3 separate regions of the Mus musculus genome follow, and all the other regions are linked to region 2. A link is a contact called in public ChIA-PET and HiChIP or PLAC-seq data. All regions are on one chromosome and are shown on one strand. The core of a region is the stretch at or near the end of the contact, and the rest is flanking DNA. Distances in the headings are between cores, read along the strand shown.

The links. ChIA-PET counts read pairs in DNA pulled down with a chosen protein or histone mark. HiChIP or PLAC-seq counts read pairs in DNA pulled down with a chosen protein or histone mark.
Region 1: an RNA polymerase II ChIA-PET map of memory CD8 T cells shows a contact between it and region 2, with 2.7 times the contacts expected there. The contact joins two enhancer-like sites. A contact is called at or near these places in 4 of 115 datasets of contacts at active chromatin or transcription factors (CD8 T cells, extraembryonic endoderm stem cells, memory CD8 T cells and 1 more) and 2 of 9 other capture datasets (adipose tissue and liver).
Region 3: a contact with region 2 is called in a BATF HiChIP or PLAC-seq map of CD8 T cells, with 22 read pairs. The contact joins two enhancer-like sites. A contact is called at or near these places in 10 of 39 promoter capture datasets (the 3T3-L1 cell line, 3T3-L1-derived adipocytes, the C10 cell line and 6 more), 3 of 15 datasets of contacts at CTCF or cohesin (CD8 T cells, the G1E-ER4 cell line and the NIH/3T3 cell line), 47 of 484 Hi-C or Micro-C datasets (the C2C12 cell line, CD4 T cells, CD8 T cells and 34 more), 24 of 115 datasets of contacts at active chromatin or transcription factors (CD8 T cells, DN3 thymocytes, the HPC-7 cell line and 16 more) and 3 of 9 other capture datasets (adipose tissue, liver and pancreatic islet).

What each region holds. Positions count from the first base shown.
Region 1 is chr12:82,361,206-82,365,516 of GRCm38.p6, forward strand. Sipa1l1 (signal-induced proliferation-associated 1 like 1) reads left to right here. Exons shown (of 21, transcript NM_172579.3): 4 at 1,738-1,926. Among named protein-coding and RNA genes, the nearest start is that of Gm30916, 28 kb to the right of the region's middle. Within about 2 kb of position 2,661, at least 2 of the 459 cell types and tissues checked have an H3K27ac peak or open chromatin away from gene starts, as enhancers often do. A contact at or near this core is called in memory CD8 T cells, where this site is marked.
Region 2 is chr12:82,242,870-82,247,022 of GRCm38.p6, forward strand. It overlaps a transcript of Sipa1l1 not described here. Among named protein-coding and RNA genes, the nearest start is that of Sipa1l1, 66 kb to the right of the region's middle. Within about 2 kb of position 2,567, at least 138 of the 459 cell types and tissues checked have an H3K27ac peak or open chromatin away from gene starts, as enhancers often do. A contact at or near this core is called in CD8 T cells, the SCID.adh cell line, Th2 cells and 3 more, where this site is marked.
Region 3 is chr12:82,174,320-82,178,729 of GRCm38.p6, forward strand. It overlaps a transcript of Sipa1l1 not described here. Among named protein-coding and RNA genes, the nearest start is that of Gm30799, 110 kb to the left of the region's middle. Within about 2 kb of position 1,587, at least 18 of the 459 cell types and tissues checked have an H3K27ac peak or open chromatin away from gene starts, as enhancers often do. A contact at or near this core is called in CD8 T cells, the SCID.adh cell line, Th2 cells and 2 more, where this site is marked.

The DNA.
Region 1 (4,311 bases), core at 1,411-3,910, 120 kb after region 2:
AAATTTAGTCTTGCCAAACCTTTGTAATCTTGACTTCAAATACTGTGTGTCTGGAATTGAAGTCCTGCTATCCCCAAGGCTTAGGCCTAGGCCAGCATCCTTCCACCCAGCAGAGAATCTCTCTAAATGCAAGCCAGATCTCCTCATTCTTCTTTAAGAATCCTTTAGCCTTCTCCATCCTGAATGGAGCCAGCCTAGGAATCAGTGTACCTGCTGGGGTGCCCTACCCCGTCCTATACCTCCCCAGGCTCCATCCTTCCCAGCCACTTTGGCCTTCTTCCCCCTGGCTGCTTTGTTCCTCCTATGGCATCAGCGTTCTCAGCAGTTCCCAGCCTTCCATAATTCTCTGACTCATGCTCATATAAGCCACAGGACCCTTTGCTGGGATAGATCTGAATTTTCTGCTCTCTCCCATTGAATTCTAATCTCTGATTCCATGTCTTTTTGCTAAGACTTTACACAGCTTTACATACTGTTCTTATTATGTTTTCTGTCTCTCCCATAAAAATGTAAGCCTCATGAGAAAGGGGGCTTTGATGTGTTCATGACTCTACTATGAAATAGTCTCTCTGCTGGTTGAGGGGCGGAGGAATACAGCTTCTGATTCTTGAGTTCCATCTTATTCTTGACTTGATTTCTCCAAGTGTGCCTGCCATTTCTTCTGGAAACCCGGTGAGACTGCACAGTGGAGTCAGGGGCGCAAAGTGCTGTCCCATCTTGGTCAGCCACAGCAGGTCTGCATTCCCACTCCCACTCAGACCCTGACTTTCTCTATCTGTGGCTTTGCTCATGTTCCCTTTGCTTGTTTCTTTTTGTAGAAATGTTCCTTCATTCTTTAACACATGATCTGAGGTCACCTATTAAGGTTTTTCCTAGTAGCCTGGGCCACTGTCATTCCATTTCTGCCTTTGCATTGTCTTGTTGTTTTCTTTAATGAACAGTCTTCCCTAGGTTCATGTTTGTGTTTCTCATCTCTCCCTGATACTGCCACACACATCCCCAGACTTGTATGTGGCCAACACCTTACAGCTTCATGTTTAGTGGAATCTCCTCCGTGTTTCACTTCTTAGACTGCCAAATAGTAGCTAAATTCACGAACAGTTTTGCCACATAGACTTTTTGAAAATCAAGACCCCTTTAGGCTTCATGCCCAGCTTTATGTTTCTCTAGCAGATCTCTATTACTAGAGAGCATTATTGCTCGAGTTAATATTTGATAATAGCCAGAGTGTTTTAAGAAAAGAGAAGTCATTTCCAGTGCTGTTGACTGCAGTCATTGCTTAGATGATATGAGCAGCTTATGCTTTCAGTAAGGAAATATAAAGCATCCGCCTCCTCCCTTTCATCATTTAAAAAGTATACCAACCACATTCTCAGTGTTCTTTCAGGGTTTCCCTGGGATGCCTCCCTGTTCCTCAGTGTGCTGCCTGGCACTGTAGAGTGATGCAAAGACCTTGAGCTCACTGATCACTGTGAGGGCAGGCTTCCTTTGTCACTTGGGTAAATAGCTCAGTACTATAATAAACATGTCGTTGTGAGTTCTTAGAAGTGCATTGGCTGCAGTTTTCATGTATAGAGCATCCTGTATTATGTCTCCCCATGTACCACCTCACTGACTTGACCAACCACCAGCCATTGCTTAGCCTGGGGCAGAGCTACTGTCTCGGCTTCTGGAGCCTAGTACATACTCAGTATCTCATGTTGTGAAGCCTCAGCATAGCCCTTGTCTCTCTTGTAGCTCATGACGCTGAGGGGGTCTGTCCTGGAGGATGCCATTCCCTCCACGGCCAAGCACTCGACAGCCAGGGGATTGCCTCTGAAAGAGGTGCTGGAACACGTGATCCCAGAGCTCAACGTGCAGTGCCTGCGCTTGGCCTTCAACACACCCAAAGTCACAGAGCAGCTCATGAAACTGGACGAGCAAGGGGTAGGTGTGCAGTCCCTGCTGCTTGGGTTTCCTTCTGGGCTTCCAGTATAGACCGTGATGATTCTTCTTAGGTGGGAGAACTGTCCCGTTTACTGTAAAGGAGATTCGTTGTGATTGTTCATTTGACCGTCTCTGATTTGATTTCTCTATAACAAAGCTGATAGAGGGCTTTATCTGTGTTCTGCTCTTTCTGTGGTCACTGGCACATGCAATGGATTTCTGAGTATGTGGGGGGGAGACATAGTATTAAGTATAACAGTAAGTATAATGATGGGATTACATTACTAATACTTAGAGTGAGAATGGCAAGTACTGCTGAATGTGTTCATCAGAGGCTGTCCGAGGACTTTAAAATATGTTATCTCATGTTATCTTCCGACCTTGAGAGAATGGTACTGTCCCATGCCCAATTTATAGAAAAGGGATCTGAGGCATAGAGAAATTACATAATACATTCAATTTCTCACTCTATGAGTTAGAGAACCAGGATTTGAACACAGTTATCTGACTCTAAGCATGTGCTGTTAACTGTTCTAAAAGCTTAGACTTAAGAAAGCCTACTTTTTAATACTGCAGAGATGCATTTTACCTAGGACTTTTAAAAATTAAAACTATGGTATGAGTCAGAAGCTTTGTCAAAATGCTCAAGGTTGCTGCCTCCATTTCTGTGTTCCTGACCACAATGTCCTTTGATCAAGGTGCTTGGGTGAGTAGATGCCTGTGTAGAGAAAGGAAGAGGCTACTGTGACTGGAGACCACTGCCACTCGGCAGCGCTAGTGCATTCTGCTCACAGTGACTGAGCACACACCTCGTAGACATTCTGCCTATGTCACCTTCCTCAGAACGTCCTCAGTGTTTAGACATTTGCACCCTAGCAGTGGGTAAAAGTAGCTTGAACACTGCATGTAAAATGTAACTAGGTATGATGTCATTTGTGAATAAAATTTTATCTATGTTTCATTAACCCAAAATTCTGATTGTACTAAACTAAAATGAACACCTTCCAAAAATTAGTGTCATGGTCTTTTTAAGTCTTTATTTCCATTCACTGAACATATAAGGTGAACTAGAAGTTGGTAGAGCTTTCTGAATCCTCCTCCTCTGTCACCCTTACACAGTGTATCATAGCTACTGTCCCTTCCATGTAAATACACAAGGAATTTTGGGAGTGTCTGTTTGTCCGTGCTGCTGTAACTTTGACACGCTGCATCCTTCAGAAGGCGACTGCGTGAGCTGGAGTGCTCAGGACTGCCTTCCAGCACACACTCTGAACATGGATAAAGGAAGAGGGTGTGGGGTGGCCAGTGGCTTTATTAGTTCAGTCATTTCAATTATTGTGTTTGCCCAGGAGGGAGAAACCCGCTCAGGCATTGATAACTTGGTCTTATACTTAACATTCGCAATCTCTACAGATTAGATTGCTTCATAGAAAGACGGGGTTTTATTGCCAGTTCCCTTGTTTTAAACATATTAAATTTAAAAATTCATGCTCCAGTTGTGCATTTTTACGGGGCGTCTGGCACATTTTGTGTCCTCTTGGTGATTGCAGTGTGGGGGCCGCAGATGGTTGTGACCCGTGATGAAGTGTAATAGTAAGTATAGTGATGGCAGTTCATGATGGCATTACGTTCATGGTCCCTCCAGTACAGGAGCATCGCAGGAACTCCATGATGAGTTTAACTCAGTTACATTTGTTTAATTCACAGAATTGGCCATTATTCTCTAATTATCACTTCCCTATTTTTGGTTACTAAAATAATTTCGTCCTTCATAAATTATTAAGTATAATATATGGTAATTGTTATATTTGGTTAAATATTACAATATGGCCGCCAGTAGACCTAAAGGGAATTGTGAAGTGCGAGGACTTTCACTATTTATTCTGTGAGCTTTGATATTGTTTGGTCACTTGAGGTACTTTTCAGTTATGTCAGTCTTGTCTCCAGCAGTCAGTCAAATCCACCTGGGCCTCATCTACTTTTTGCATGGGGAATGATACATTGTGTCATGACCTGTTTTCAGGAGCTGATAAATGTGTAACACTCAGTACAACTCTAGGCTCTTGAAAAAGAGTCAAGGAATCTTAGGTGCTATTGATGGAAATAAAAAGTCACTTGTTATTTAAATGCATTGTCCTGTTTCATCTTTGTAAAGTCCTTTGGGAGCAGTCCTATTAAAAGTAAAATATTGTACTCTACAAGTCAGGGTAAGTGGAGCAACTCCACACACACTCCTTGTAGATTGATAAAGACTGTGGGAAATAAATAGGCCAGTAAAACACAGCTCATATCCATGAAAGAGACAATGCCATGCAGTATACCGTAACAGATGTCAGACTTAACGTAATAAACTTAAGATAACTGCAAACAGAGAGATCAAAGGCC
Region 2 (4,153 bases), core at 1,317-3,816:
AGACCCAGAGATGAACCCACACACCTATGGTCACTTGATCTTTGACAAGGGAGCAAAAACCATCCAGTGGAAAAAAGACAGCATTTTCAACGAATGGTGCTGGCACAACTGGTGGTTATCATGTAGAAGAATGAGAATTGATCCATTCCTATCTCCTTGTACTAAGGTCAAATCTAAGTGGATTAAGGAACTCCACATAAAACCAGAGACACTGAAACTTACAGAGGAGAAAGTGGGGAAAAGCCTCGAAGATATGGGTACAGGGGAAAAATTCCTGAAGAGAACAGCAATGGCTTGTGCTGTAAGATCGAGAATCGACAAATGGGACCTCATAAAATTGTAGTGATTTCTTATCAGATACAACTTATAAGTATTTTCTCCCATTCTGTGGGTTGCCTTTTTACTCTGTTGGTCATCTTTCAAAGCTGAATTTTTTTAAAATTTATTTATTTATTAGGTATTTTCCTCGTTCACATTTTCAATGCTATTCCAAAAGTCCCCCATACCCACCCCCCAATCCCCTCCCCCCCCCTCCCCCCCAGCCCTGGGGTTCCCCATGCACTGGGGCATATAAAGTTTGCAAGTCCTATGGGCCTCTCTTTCCAGTGATGGCCGACTAGGCCATCTTTTGATACATATGCAGCTAGAGACAAGAGCTCCAGGGTACTGGCTAGTTCACACTTGTTGTTCCACCTATAGGGCTGCAGTTCCCCCCAGCTCCCTGAGTAATCTCTCCAGCTCCTCCATTGGGGGCCTTGTGGTCCATCCAATAGCTGACTGTGAGCATCCACTTCTGTGTTTGCTAGGCCCCGGCATAGTCTCACAAAAGACAGCTACATCTGGGTCCTTTCAGCAAAATCTTGCTAGTGTATGCAATGGTGTCAGCGCCTGGAAGCTGACCATGGGATGGATCCCTGTATATGGCAATCACTAGATGGTCCATCCCTTCGTCACGATTCGGGTGACAGTGGATGCTGGCGAGGGTGTGGAGAGGGAGGAGCACTCCTCCATTGTTGGTGGGATTGCAGGCTTGTACAACCACTCTGGAAATCAGTCTGGCGGTTCCTCAGAGAGTTGGACATGGTACTACCGGAAGATCCCACAGTGCCTCTCCTGGGCATGTATCCAGAGGATGTCCCGGCCGGTAGGGGGGACGCATGCTCCACTATGTTCATAGCAGCCTTGTTTGTAGTGGCCAGAGGCTGGAAAGAGCCCAGGTGCCCCTCGGCAGAGGAATGGATGAGGAGATATGGTGCATTTGCACAATGGAGTACTGCTCAGCTATTGAAAGGGGTGAATTTGTGAGATTCCTGGGCAAATGGATGGACCTGGAGGGTGTCATCCTGAGTGAGGTAACCCAATCACAAAGGAACTCGCACTATATGCACTCACTGATACGTGGATATTAGCCCAGAAACTTAGGATACCCAAGATAGAAGATACAATTTGCTAAACCCATGAAATTCAAGAGGAGCGAAGACCAAGGTGTGGACGCTTTGCCTCTTCTTGGAAGTGGGAGCAGGGCACCCATGGAGGGAGTTGCAGAGTCAAAGCTGAATTTTTATGAGAAACTTCATGTCTTAATTTTCTTCTTATTGTCTTGTCAGAGGTCAAATACCACGCAGTGAATCCATGACCTTTTTCTCAGGGAGGTTTTCTTTTGGGGTTTTGCATATGCATCTTTGACACACTTTTAGGGTTTGCATGTAAAGTTCCCGTTTTAGGGTTTTGCATATACATCTTTTAACATACTTTAAATTAAGGCTTGGTATGTAGAGTTCCTGTTTGATTGTGTGGCCTGCAGAGAGTCCTTTGGCCCCGAGGCATGGCACTCGTTGAATGAGACTATCAGGCAATGATCTCAGCAGCCTTGGTGAGCCCGTTGACCTTCTCTCTGAGGGGTTGCTTGGTTCTGGGTGCTCTGGCTGGTTTTTATGTCTGTCTGGATGCTATGATCACACTGTTTTGATTACTGTAGCTTTCTAATTTGTTTGATACTAGCAGGTGTGGTGCCTCCCATCACACTTGTTAGGTCCGTTTTCTAGATCACTTTGGCTATTTGCTTTCCTGAAACTCCATTGTAGGATTTTTTTTTTTTTTTTTGTAAGGGGTGGGGGTAGAAAATGTCCCAGAGTTTAGATAAGGATTGGATTATAGCTGTGGATTGCTTTAGGTAGTATGGCATCATAACAATTACATCTATTCTGTGCACACTGTGGGGAGGGGTCCTCTTATGTCTTTTTCTGCTTTGGTCACAGTTTTCACTGTTTTCTTTGAACTTAGTGTGGGTAGAATTATGTTTTCAGTGTTCTTTCCTAATGCTCACTGTATAGGGATTGCAGCTCAATTTTGTACCCAGCCAAGTATCCAAATTCATGTGTGAGTTCAGTTTTATTTTTGTGGCCTCTTTTGGACTTTGCATGTAATATCTGTAGATCGAGATAAGCTTAGTTTTTCTTTACAGCTTGAATGTCTGTTTCTTTTTCTCGCCTGAGTCCTCTGGTCAGACCTTCCGATACTCTAGTGGGTAGAAGTGAGGCTGTGGTCACATCCGTACCTTGTTTCTGGTCTCTGAGGAAATGCTTTGTCATCTCTGAGCGTCATTGTGGGTTTTCATGATTCGATTAAGTTGGGTGCTTTTCTTCTATTGCCAGTTTGTTCTTGTTTTCATTGTGAGGAGTATTGCATTTTGTCAATTGCTTTTCCCTTTACATCAGTTGAACTGATCATGGGGAGGGGGAGGTGTTTCATTGGTTCTCGTTGATGTGGTCTATTGCAGATTGATTTGCATGTAGCAAACCTCTGTACATTCCAGGAACCATTTCTACTTGGGCTCCTGTCTATAATCCTGTAACTATACTGCTCAGTTCAGTTTACTAGCATTTTCTTGAGGCTTCTTGTTATTTGTGCCCATTAGAGCTCCTGCCTGTAGGTTTCTTACAGTGTTGTTTAGAGCTGGCATCCACAGGCTATGGCCCGTAAGGATGTGTGCAGAGGTAAGCCCTTCTCTCCAGGCTTTTGAACGCTTTAGGATTGTCTTTTAAATGTTCATCTGGAAAACGACTTAGTTCAAACCCTTTCTTTGTCAGGAGATTTTTGTTTTGGTTTCTGCTTTCTGCTTTTCACTAGTCACAGCTCATTAAACTTATATTCTTCATAATATAGCTTTGGTACACTTTGTGGTTCTAGAAACCTGTCTACGTAATGTAAGTTATCCGACTTGCTAGCTTTCCTAACAGCCCTTTGTTTCTGTGAACTCAGGTAAACCGTCCCCACTCTGTTCGTGGTTTTAGTAACGAGAACCGTCCTCGCTTTGCCTTACTGTATGATCTTAGTAACTGTGAACCTTCCACACTGGAGAGTTCTACTCCCCCCTCCTCCCCAGAATAAACTTTTGGTCTCTGCTTTTTCTCATTGTTTTTCCTTCTCTCTGTTCTGTTTATTTCTGCTTCTGTCATTTCTTTCTCTCTTCCTAGCTTCTGTTTAGTTTCTTGTCTTTCTGGTTCTATAATTTGTATTAGCTCAGTGACTTGGCGTTCCCTTTATATCGAGTACTGTACATTTAGCCCTGTCTCCGCTGTAATATCTTGTGTTTTGAAATGTTGTATTTTATTCTCTTGTTTCAGTTAGCTGTTTACTAATGTATTGCTCAATATTGATGATGATTTTATGGTTTTTCTGGCTTTATTCCTGTAACTGACTTCTAACTTTTTTCTGTTGTGGTTGGGGAAGATATTTTGCATCATATCTAGCTTTAACAGTTTATTGCGACCTACTTCCTGGTCTGACTCTGGTTTATTCTGGACAATGTTAGAGAAGAGAGGCCACGATTGGCCTGCTAGTGCTCTGTGTGCAGTGGGTGTAGTTGCTTGCTTATGCTTCCTTCTGTTCAGCCCACTTCTATTTAGTATTGAAAGTAGAGAGCTAAAGTCTAGCACTTGCTATAGAGCTAGCCCTTGTTTTCAGGATTTTAAAATATTTTGGTGATCTGCCATTAGATACACAATGCTTGCTGTGCTTTTAAATTTTTCCCTGTATGTGCAACCGCATTTGAATGTCTTCTTAGTCTTTCCCCCTCCCTTGTAGTCCTGACTCTCAATCCAAGAACTTTGGGAGTGTTAGGCAGACATTCTGTCTCTGAGTCGCACATCTC
Region 3 (4,410 bases), core at 337-2,836, 70 kb before region 2:
CCAGGGTCTCACTCTTGCTAGGCAGTGCTCTACCACTGCCTTATACCCTCAGCTCTGACTAGTATCTTTTACCTAAGCCTTCTATATTACCTTCCTGTGATAATGTTATCATATAATAAATGTAGATTTCAGCTTGGCATGCTGTAAGCCCCTTGCATTTCTTTTCATGCACTCAGAAGCAGTTTGCACTGAGCTGTCTTCAGGGAAGAGTCCCTTTCTTAAGAGTGCCGGGAAAAGGATGCTCAAGATGTTTGCTGTCCTACTGCTGTCACCTGTGTGTCCCTAGGACTAAGTGGGAAGTCAGTGTTTTCTTAGCCTCACAAAGCAGAGTTGAGGGCTCAGTGGTGTAGAGGACTTGCGTAGCATTTGTGAGGCCCTGGGGTCAGTCCCCAGCATTCCTATCCTCTCTCCCCCTGAAAAACAGCCTACTGTGACTGACTCCCAAACTGTATCCTGCTGTACTCCTTGTCACCCAAAGACTGAGGGAAACACCAGTCTGCTCTTGAAATGCAGCTCTGTTTGGGGCTGGTCATTTTCCCCTTCCCACGCTCCCCTGGAGACTTCAGAAGAGCTCACTAGTTAGCATACTGGGCTCTAACTTCTAAGTAGCCTGTGGTTGATGTGTGTGCATTTGTGTGTGGTGATGGGGGTGGGGGTGTGACCCCTAGCTCAGTTGTGTGGGAGAACTATACCTAGGCTTGAATGGAGTTCCTAACCCTGACTCCAGATAGAGAAATTCCTACACTACTTCACAGTTTATTGTCATTTTTAAAATTAGGCCCTCAGTGCTGATGTGCGTCGGTAAAGGAAGGATGCCAACTGTATAAGGAAATGATGTTTCAGTGGGTGAGAGTCCTGGAGTACTAGCAGGGTCACAGAAAGGCTTGTTACAGTCTAATGCTTGCTCTGTTGGGATTGCTCTGGATCTGGCTTCAACGTACCGTATAGCCTGAAGCCCCTTGGGTAGGGTGTGTGCTGGGGAGAGAGGCCGTGAGGAGGCCTGGTTACTGCAGCCAGGCACCAGGGAAGCCTGGTGGGTGTCTTGGTAGGTGGTTATATCTTGCTTCTTTCCAGAGTGACTTTGTATGATCTTTGGATCTGTGTTAGTAGCTCTCTGTGGTCATTGAGATTTCACTTTGGATACGTGAAAGGGACAGAGCCCCCAGATCTTCAACACAGTTCTGTTTATTGAAGAAAGGTAGTTTAGAAGGAATCTAGAACTGGTTGCCTACAGGTAAAGGTCAGGCAATTTTGCAGTGTGGCTGGGACATGTCAATTCAGTTTGGTAATTGTATGATCCACTAAAAACATTGTACGAGAAACACAAGTGTATATAGTTTGGTGGTTTTAAGCCTACTTACCGTTTTGTGAAATAGAGCTCTAAGATTGAAAAACAAACAAAAAACCCAAAAACTTTTGTATCTGAAACTGTACATCATACAACTTTTACTTTCTTCTCCCTCCTATCCCAGCCCCTGGTGACTGCCAACTTTCTGTCTCTTTGATTTGGTTATCCCCAGACATCACACATAAGAGGAGTTAGGCAGTGTTTGCCCTTAAGTGACTGGCTTATCTCACTAGGCATGTCCTCAAGGAAGCCGGCGTGTAGTACATGGCCGTAGGATGGCTGTGTGGGTGGGATGTGTTTACCCCTTGCTGACTCTTAGTGGTTTTTGAGACAAGGCTTCTCTGTGTCACAGAACCTTGACTGACCTGGACTCACTCTGTAGACCAGGCTGGCCTCAAACTCTTAGAGATCTGTCTGCCTCTGCCTGAGTCTGGTTGGAAGCAGTGACACACAGCTGTCCTCAGAGCTTGCATGCAGTTCTTCTGCATGCTGACTTAGCAGTGACAGTGTTGGGCCATGTGTGGTGCTCGCTTTAGTTTTTTGAGGAGCTTTTCATACCATAACGTTTTCCATGGTAGTTGCACTTCAACTCTATAGTCTCAGCAGTAGGTCACCAAACTTGCAGTTTGTCCACATTCTCACCAATGCTTGCCACCACCCCCTTCTGTATTGTGGCTATGCAGGTACTTGAGGTGGAATCTCATTGTGTTGATGGCTCCTGGTGGGTAGTGCTGTTGCATGCCCTCTGATGGTTCTTGGTCATCATCTGTTCCAAGTACTCTGCCCATTTTTCTTTACTTTCTATTTTTCTTTTTTTTTAATTTTAAGAGTTAATTTGTATATTCTAGCTATCAGACCTTTATCAGATACGTAATTTACAAGTACTTCCTCTGTAGGTTCTTTTTTTCTCTTGGTTGTGTTCGAGGCAAGGAAGTTTTGAAAACATTTTATTCTTTGTATTTTATATGTATGAGTGTTTTGCTTTCAGTATTTGTGGACTGCATGCATGCCAAGTGCCCATAGAGGCTAAAGAGGGTGGTGGAGTCCCTGACGTTGGAGTTCTAGATGGTCGTGAGCCGCCATGTGAGTGCTGAGAACCGAACCTGGATCCTCTGGAGCCTCTGATCTGCTGAGCCATTACTCCAACTCCATGTTCAAACAGTTTAAGAGTTTTAGACTTTATCTAGACTCTTGACCCACTTTTGAGCTAATTTTTAATAACCTATAAGATAAGCTATATTCTTTTGCCTGTGGACCTCACACAGTTCCTAGCACCGACTGTTGAGAAGGCAACACTTTCCTTCCCCAGTGACTGGTGCTCAAGCTCCTTTGACTGTGTACTGGGTTCGTTTCCACAGAGGTGATTCCGTTCTGTTGGTGTTGGTTCCTTAGGGGGTACTTTTCATTTCACAGGGCTAGACATTGAGTGATAGGCACATGAAAAGCTAAAATAACGTTTCTGGGTTTTTTCTTTCTTTTGTTTGTTTTTTGAGGAGACCAGACACATTTGAAGAAGGCAGTAAAGTGATTTAAATGGCAAAATGTGTGTGAGGCCGTCTATCATTTGCAGGTAGTATGGTAAGGGTCATGTGTCCAGCATTTCCTGATTTGCAAAGAATGTGTACAGAGTCAGCATCTAGAGGAAGTTTCAGAAAGAACCTTGATGTAGTCCTGAAGATTGCATTAATTCAGTGGGTATGCTGTGTGTGTTCAGGCACGATACTGAGTAGAGGCCAGAGGTCAGCGTTGGTAAAGGGCAGACGTTAGCATTGGGTGTTGTGCTTTGGGTATCAGTTCTTTTTGTTTCTATTTTATTTCTTTGTTTGTTGTTTATTTATATTTTTGAGACAGGTCTCTCATTAGCCTGGAACTCCTGGACGAGGTGAGGCTGGCTGGCTGGCAAGGCCTAGGCTTCTCCCTGTCTCTACCTCCCATCACACTAGGGTCTCATGTGGGTCCTGCTGCTTTATATGCGTCTTTAATGAAGTCTCTAGAAACAATTTGAAATTTTTTTTTGAAGATTTATTTTGTATGTATGGCTGTATGCATTTATGTGTACCAAATGCTTGCCTGGTGCCCACTGAGGCTAGAAGAGGCATTGGATCCCCTGAGACTGGACTTACAGTCCACCTGTGAGCTGCTGTGTGAATGTCAGGAACCCAGGTCCTCTAGAAGAACAGTTAGTTAGTGCTCCTACCACTGAGCCATCTCTCCAAGCCTGGGTTTATTCACTAGTGAAAGCTACCTGTTTTACTTCTGATACAAAACAGTTATAGCTGTTTATTATGAAAATAGTCCTTATTAAATGTTCTTTATGCAGAGGAGAAAAGAAACAGTTTTTGTTTCTTGGTTTCCAAGGAGATACATTTTGGCAAAATTTATTTCATCAAGTGCTTTTCTAATTAAGAAAACTAAGGAAACTGCCTGTAATATATCTTGGCTGCAGTTTTCCTAAGACCCAGGGAATTATCCAGTCTTGGTTTCTCCCACTCCCACATCCAGTTTATTTCAAGGGAACTGAGCAACCTCCCTGGTCCTGGATAACCCTGGGTCTCGCTGTCAGCTGTTGGAAGAGCCATAACCTTCTAGACCTTAGTTATTAGCCTTTCATTTGTTCATGTAACAAGTCTGCTGCTCATTGTTGAATATCTATACACCAAGCATCCTTTCCTTTGAAAAAGAGGTGGGGTTGAGCTGAGTGAAGTTTCCTTTAGAGCCTATTGTTAATATTGCTGGAGTTAATTGTTGTATCCAGTGAGATTTAAGGCTTTGAGTAGTTGATGCTGGAAACATTTTTGAAAGCTCTGGAGAAAGAGATTTAGAGTTTTTGTTGCTGCTGCTGGTGGTTTGTTTTTGTTTTTGTTTTTTCTTTTCTCTTAAGACACTTTAGCAAGAAAACTCTGCAATGGTTAATGCTTAAACATTAGTTTTATGCTGATCCAAAAACAATTCCTACTTAGACTTGGCTCTGGAAGGTTTTTCTCTTTCCAGGTCCTTTTGGTGCCTGGTGTTTTCGAGTCCAGTCTTTCTCCTGTTAGTAGTATCATCCAAGAGACCCATTC